Regions from separate parts of the Gossypium arboreum genome. Here region 1 is linked to region 2. A link is a contact called in public Hi-C data. All regions are on one chromosome and are shown on one strand. Each heading gives the region's core, a stretch centred on a gene start, on an enhancer-like site or on the middle of the called end of the contact. The rest is flanking DNA. Distances are from core to core; before and after follow the strand shown. Region 1 has its middle 16 kb from the start of LOC108473700. Region 2 has its middle 12 kb from the start of LOC108473684.

Region 1 (3,296 bases), core at 408-2,907, 230 kb after region 2:
ATTCATTTTGTATAGGCCATTAATGTTGGCTAATATTGATTATTATTAAATGCATTTGATGCAAATTTCTCATGGTTGTGGTTGATTTGGTTATATGTGTTATGCTTGGATTGGTTTTGGTTGATATTGTGTAGGTTGGTGCAAGTAAGGGTGGCAAAAAGGCTTGGTAAATAGCCTTATTTTTGTCCACACGGGGAGACACACAGGTGTGTGTCTAAGCCGCGTTTGACACATGGTCTGCCTCACGAGCGTGTAGTCTGGTCATGTGTCTCCTGCACCTTAATTTTACAAGTCATTATGCATGGTAGTAAATATATGGGCAGAGACACGGCCGTGTGTCTCAGCCGTGTGGAGGACACGGCCTAACATACGGGCGTGTGCCTTGGCCGTGTACTAATTAGTTGATGATATTAGAAACAGAATGTCAATGTTTTTGTACACGGGCTGAGACACGGGCGTGCCATGGCCGTGAGAAGGACACGGGCCATGGACACAGGTGTGTGCTAGGCCGTGTGAATACCTCTATAGGTTCGAATTGAAAAATAAATTCACATGGGCTAGGGACATGGGCGTGTCCCGATATGTTCAGGCCGTGTGAGTCGCACAGGCCTTCAACATGGCCATGTTAAGAAGACACACGGGCGTGTGCCCCTATCAACTTGAAATTTTACAAAGTTTTCTAGAATGCACCGATTAGTCTCGAATCAATTTCAAAGTGTGTTCGGGGCCTCGTAAACCTATAGTAGGGACATTAAGGCATTATGAAAAGTTTTAATTTGGAGCAAAATTTCATATCTAGGAAGTGTATGTTTGTATGTATTTAAGTCCGGTAACACCTTATATCATGTCCCGGCGTCGAACTTGGATAAGGGGTGTTACAATTTATGAAATTCATGAAAGCCTATTTAACAGTAATTTTAAAAATGGTAAGGAATTTATGAGTGTTAATAATTATGGTTTCTATACTTTGTAAATATATATTACATTGAAATCCAATTAATTTTTTCATAATATATACCATTTATATAACAAATGGAATCCCAAGCACAAAATAAAAGTATTGTGAAATTTAGAACCAAATTAAAAATGGAGGACCTCGTATGAAATTAATCCCAAAAGATTGCATTTTTTAAGGGAAAATGATGCCTGTGGGGCATCAGTGGCAGCAAGCCCACATGGCCGACATCCACATCTCCCACACACATTGAGTGGGCGCGGTAAGAAGTCTTAAGATAAGATTGATAAATAAATAAATAAAATAAAAACGTAAAAGTGTGAATACAAGAATGATGAAATATTGTGGTTTTGGTCCCCATCTCATCTCCAACTTATTCCATCAGCATCTTCTATTTCATTCTTTCAAATTTCTACCAACTTCTCTTTCTCCACCAATTACTAAAACAAAACTCATAAATTTTGAATTATGATACACAGTGACAACAACGTATCTGCAAAAATCTTAAAAATTCGATCTAGTTTTACTCTGAAAAGCAAAGAAGAAAGTGGGAAAGCAATATACATAAATAAAATGTGCATTAAACTATTACTACAACATAAATAAATCTAAAAAAAGAAGAAAAAAGGAAGAACAGATCAAAGCAGAGCCAAGGGAAAAAAACCTTTCTACTTTATTTCTTTAGATATATATTATTCAAGGTACTATGATGTACAGGCAAAACACTGTTCCCTTTCAAAACGACCCCCGCATTTCTTTCTCCAAACATCTTTCTCTTTCTTTTTTCTTTATTTGTGGTCTTTACTTTTTGTGCTCTGCTGCGAGATTTGTTACTGGTCAATCTGCAGGATTTGATTTTAATTTAGAAAAAATATAAACAGTGAAGGTGCTCTTCTCAATTTGCCTTTGTTGCTTTAAACTAAAACACCACTTTCATGCTTGGAAGCTAACATGATTAGTGTTGTTCCTCTGTGAAATCCCATTTTTTATTAAATATAGCAAGAGAAAAAAAGAAAACCTCATTTAATGAGATATTTTTGGAGTTTGAGCTGTTTTGCATCTTTTGGAACTCATGCTTGTCTCTGGGAATTGATAACTTTCCTTGTATGGTGAGTCCATGTTAAGCTTAGATATGAAGTGGGTATCAAAGAAAGAAGAAGAAAAACAAGTTGAGATGGTATTGTGCATTTGGTAATGGGTCTTAAATTGCAGCAAAGCCATCACCACCAATCAGTGGCTGTCAAAGGGAATGAACAAATGGGGACCAAAAGAGGATACACATTTATTCAGTCTAACAGGGCTTGGTTACCAAAATTTCTTTTGCTTTGGGTAATGGTGATGGGTTTTATCAGCACTTGGATCTACAAAAAAATGGATGCTGACAACAACGTGAGGAGGGAAGAAGTACTAAGTAGCATGTGTGACCAAAGGGCGAGGATGTTGCAGGATCAGTTCTGTGTTAGTGTTAACCATGTTCATGCCTTAGCCCTTCTTGTCTCCACTTTCCATTACTACAAGAATCCATCTGCTATCGATCAGGTTTGTAAAATTTAGTTTTGGTCTTGAATATCCTGAATGACATATGAGTTGGTTGTGGCTTATTTTGAAGAAATGCAGGAGACCTTTGCGGAGTACACTGCTAGAACTGCTTTCGAGAGGCCATTGCTTAGTGGGGTGGCCTATGCAGAAAGAGTGGTACATTCTGGGAGGGAGAAATTTGAGAAGCAACATGGTTGGACAATAAAGACAATGCAGAGAGAACCTTCTCGTCTCCGAGATGAATACGCTACCGTGTTATTCTCTCAAGAAACTATTTCTTACATTGAATCACTTGACATGATGTCTGGGAAGGTAAATACTTTGCTGTTTATGGTTATTAGGCTTTTTCATTTAATTTGATTGTTAGAATTGACTGCTAATGTGCAGGAGGATCGAGAGAACATCGTAAGGGCTAGGGCTACTGGGAAAGCTGTCCTAACTAGCCCTTTCAGGCTACTCGGTTCTCATCATCTTGGTATTGTGTTGACATTCCCTGTTTACAAATCCAAGCTCCCGCCAAAACCGACTATGGAAGAGCGAATTGTAGCCACTGCAGGGTATGTCCTGCACCTTATCTTTATATTCGAATCCCACTTTATTGTTTGCAAGCTCTTGCCTATTAGAGTTAGTGAATATGTCTGACTTAGTTTTGAAATTTATTGGTTGAATGAAAAAGTTGCACAAGATAATTTGAGAGTGTTGATGATGACTAAAAAGGTTTAGAGTTTATTGTAGATGAAATTGTGGTAGAATGAACATTTCAACCAATATGTTTATAGTTTTGACCTTTGTTTTGATTTGG
Region 2 (3,619 bases), core at 738-3,237:
TCAAAATTAGATTGATGGGTATTCTTATTTGTTTTGAGATTTGAGAGTTGTACATCATATGAATTCTGGGTATGGTCCAAATCATCGTTTTTGGCATGAATTAAGCCAAGGGTTTTAATTAATTCATTGTTAGACATGATGGGTGGTAGGGAATGGGATTGGTTAAATGGATAACACCAATCCTTTTCCCATAATTATCATTATTTTTCCTTCTAAAACTACACGATTCAATAAACAAATAAATCATATATATATATAATTAAAACTTGAAGTTTAATTCAATTTATATAATCACAATAAAAAAATACTTAATAAATTTGAACTTTTAATCTTGTAATTCAAGAGATATCAAATTTATTTATAAGGCTCATATAAAACTAAGGTTGGTGGTTTGAGCTATGACACGTCTAAGTACATCTATAATTATTCTCATGGCTAATACTAACACATATCCCGAATTTTTCAGGTATCGTTCACTATCATCTGTGAATTATATACGACTCTTTACGGAGGGTGGGAACAAAACTACAATACCTTCTGTTATTGACAGTCCGAATTATTTGCCTAAAAGATGACACTTCAAAAATTTCTCCAAAACAATCGACCGGGGTCACAAATTTTTTTTTTGGTTGTTTTTCCACTTTAGGTGAAATAAAAGGATGCGTGGAGATGAAGGAAATAAATGGAAGAGCCAGGTTAGCAATGGACAAAATAGAGTTGGATATGATAATTGAGATTTGAAGATATAATAGGAATTGTGATGGTTGACAAAAAAAAAAAATTATTTCCCACTTACAACTTACAAATCCATAATTATTTGGTATGATGGGAAAAATTCCTGCTGTTAAAAAGATTTCTTAGCCTCACTGCCATTGTTCAAAATATGTAAAGTAATAGGCAGAAAAGAATGAAACCATTATTATTGAGCACAACCTCTCAGGTAATGGTTGGTTTACTACATGACAAATTGAGATTCTTAATAAAATTAAATCATATTCATTGATTAAAATTTCTTTTCTCGCTTAAACTTTATGTTTATGTTCCAATTCACAATCAAACTCAAGAATATGATTCCTCCTTGGTGGTGATGATGATGGTTCAGGCACCATTCTTTATTTTATGTTTATTATTATTTATTTTAACAATAAAATTGTGGTATATCTTAATTAAAAAATTCACAAAAACTTGTGCATCCAACCGCTTTCGGCAGTAGATTACAAATTACCAAAGTAATATAAACTGGAAGGTGCAGTAATAAATTTTCTATTGCCGTCCAAGTTGGGACAAAAGCATCGGAAATTGGCAAATTTAGACGAGTTTCTATGCATCAAAACATGCAAACAAATGAAAGAAAATTGAGCATACAATCAAGAGCAACACATCACACTCTCCCAATCTAAATCAACTCTAATTTTATTTTATGTGGGAATAGTTTAATAATAATAATAAGAGGGGCCAAAATTAGAAGATGGAGACACTGTCTTCTTCAAGTAGTTATGCCTCTGAAAGCTTAAAAAAAGGAAATTATTTTGCTTATCTGACAACCACTATATACTGTGATGATTTCCTTTGGTAATCCCATAATTAAAAAAAAAGAAAAGAAAAGAAAAGGAAATGAAGTAATGATGGCACTATACAATCAATGACCTTCATAAATTGGATCTTTGAAATAGTGGGAGCCCTTCATTGTCCAATGCCTGCATCAATCATACCAACCCTTCTTTACTTTTTATTTTTTATTTTTTATTTTCCCTAATCAATTTCTTTTTGTAAATTGTATAATATACTTAAAGAATTGTAACCTCAAAAGTTTAGAAATATTGAAGATATAATACCGTATCTTTGAAGGGAAAGGAAATAAACAAGGAACGAAGAGAGTGTAAAATTGTAATACATATAATGAAGCAATGGGGGTGGTTCTGAATTTAGAGGCAAGTGCATACAAAATGACATGGTTATAGAATCATGACTCGCCTTTTTCTTTTTTGTGGGAATAGTGGGATTTTCGTTGCTGAGAGGCTTGGGATAAGTTATTTAGTACAGCTGCTAGCTTAGGTAGGGTGAGTGGTGAGTATAGGGTTTGGTTTGCTGCAATGCAATGAATGAGGTTAGCAAACATTATTGCACAAGTGTTTTGTAGACCTAGGAAACTTTGTCAAAAGTTTCAATCCTTTCCAAATCTGGTTCAAATTCAAGTGAAAAAAAAAAAACATGCTTTTGTTTTCAGTACTTAATTATCTGTTGAACATATTGACTGGAACTTCTTCGAGGCATTGTAATTTTGCAGACCCCATTTTAGATATGATAATTTAAGATACAACCCGGATTTGATTTACTATGGACAAATGAGCAATCAGAAGGAATATTAAGTGAAACTTTAGAATGTCCCATTTTATGTGGGTTGGGGTTCACTTTGAGGCCTATGTCAAAATGGTTATTGGCTGGCAACAAGTATTACCAACGGCATTTTTTAGTCCTAATATAGATCCAAAATGGCAAAGAGCTTAGCATCAATCTTCTAGAGCCGGGCCTAGTTTGGCAATCACAACTTCCTGGGCTGCTGGGAGTTCGAGACTCAGGTTTTAAGCTTAAGTGGTGATATGGATCAATACAAGTTGATCAAGTTCTTGGTTATAAAAAAGAAGATGAAACATGTTTGACCCGTAATCAGTTTTTTACATATATTATTATAAAATAACATATATTACTATATATAAATATAACTAGTCATTTTAAATGATTATAACTATAAAAAAAAAAACTCAATTAGCATTGCAACAATCACATCACGAGAATGTGAGTTTGACCTCATTTAAGAGGGTTTGAGAGGATTTATATGTAAAAGAAAGCTTGTATAAAAGAAAGGTAATGAAAATTGTTATTATTATAATTATATATATAAATTACAATTTATGAGAAATAATCATATTACACCCTCATTAAAATTACATAAAAAAGTTATTTATGTTATAAAATAAAGAGATGGAGAGAATAAAGAACAAAGAAAATATGAAAGCAATAGAAAATGTATTTTATTGATCAAAGAAATGATTACAATGTTTTATCGAGTTTTTATTTTTAGGCACAAGAAGTATAAAAGAAGTAGAGATCTAATTCTAATAAGTATTAGAATTTAAAGTATATTAAAACTTTATTTTGATCATGATGGGCATCTACTTAATAAAATATTCATAACACTCCCCCTTGGATGTCTATTGGTAGATAATGTGTCTTGTTAAAACCTTATTAGGGAAAACCCTGTGGGGTAAAAACCTAATGAAAGAAAAAGAGTACACAATCTATAATACGCATAATATGCTGTCTCATTAAAAAACCTTACTAGGAAAACTCAATAGGACAAAACCTCGATTAAGCGAAAAAGAGTGCATTGCGTATTTACTCCCCCTCATGAAAACATCACATATTTTCTCATATTTTACGTATTCAATCTTGAATACTAGTTTTCCAAATAACTGTTTCAATGTATTTTCTAAGCATTTATATTACCATTCTTTTAAAAGTCATGAGTGAGGGAAATTTAGAGAAATATATTTTGATCTCTTCAGGAGATTCAACAATACTTATAACAAACTTTAATCATGATTCTTTTATAAAAACA

Evidence for each region. Hi-C and Micro-C count contacts between places; a contact is called where the count stands out from the background.
Region 1: a contact with region 2 is called in a Hi-C map of leaf, with 3 times the contacts expected there. The contact joins two enhancer-like sites. A contact is called at or near these places in 2 of 5 Hi-C or Micro-C datasets (both in leaf).

Annotation. Positions count from the first base shown.
Region 1 is chr3:38,277,129-38,280,424 of ASM2569848v2, forward strand. It overlaps the pseudogene LOC108459394. Among protein-coding and RNA genes, the nearest start is that of LOC108473700, 16 kb to the left of the region's middle. Within about 2 kb of position 1,658, at least 2 of the 2 cell types and tissues checked have an H3K27ac peak or open chromatin away from gene starts, as enhancers often do. A contact at or near this core is called in leaf, where this site is marked.
Region 2 is chr3:38,045,479-38,049,097 of ASM2569848v2, forward strand. No RefSeq gene overlaps it. Among protein-coding and RNA genes, the nearest start is that of LOC108473684, 12 kb to the right of the region's middle. Within about 2 kb of position 1,988, at least 2 of the 2 cell types and tissues checked have an H3K27ac peak or open chromatin away from gene starts, as enhancers often do. A contact at or near this core is called in leaf, where this site is marked.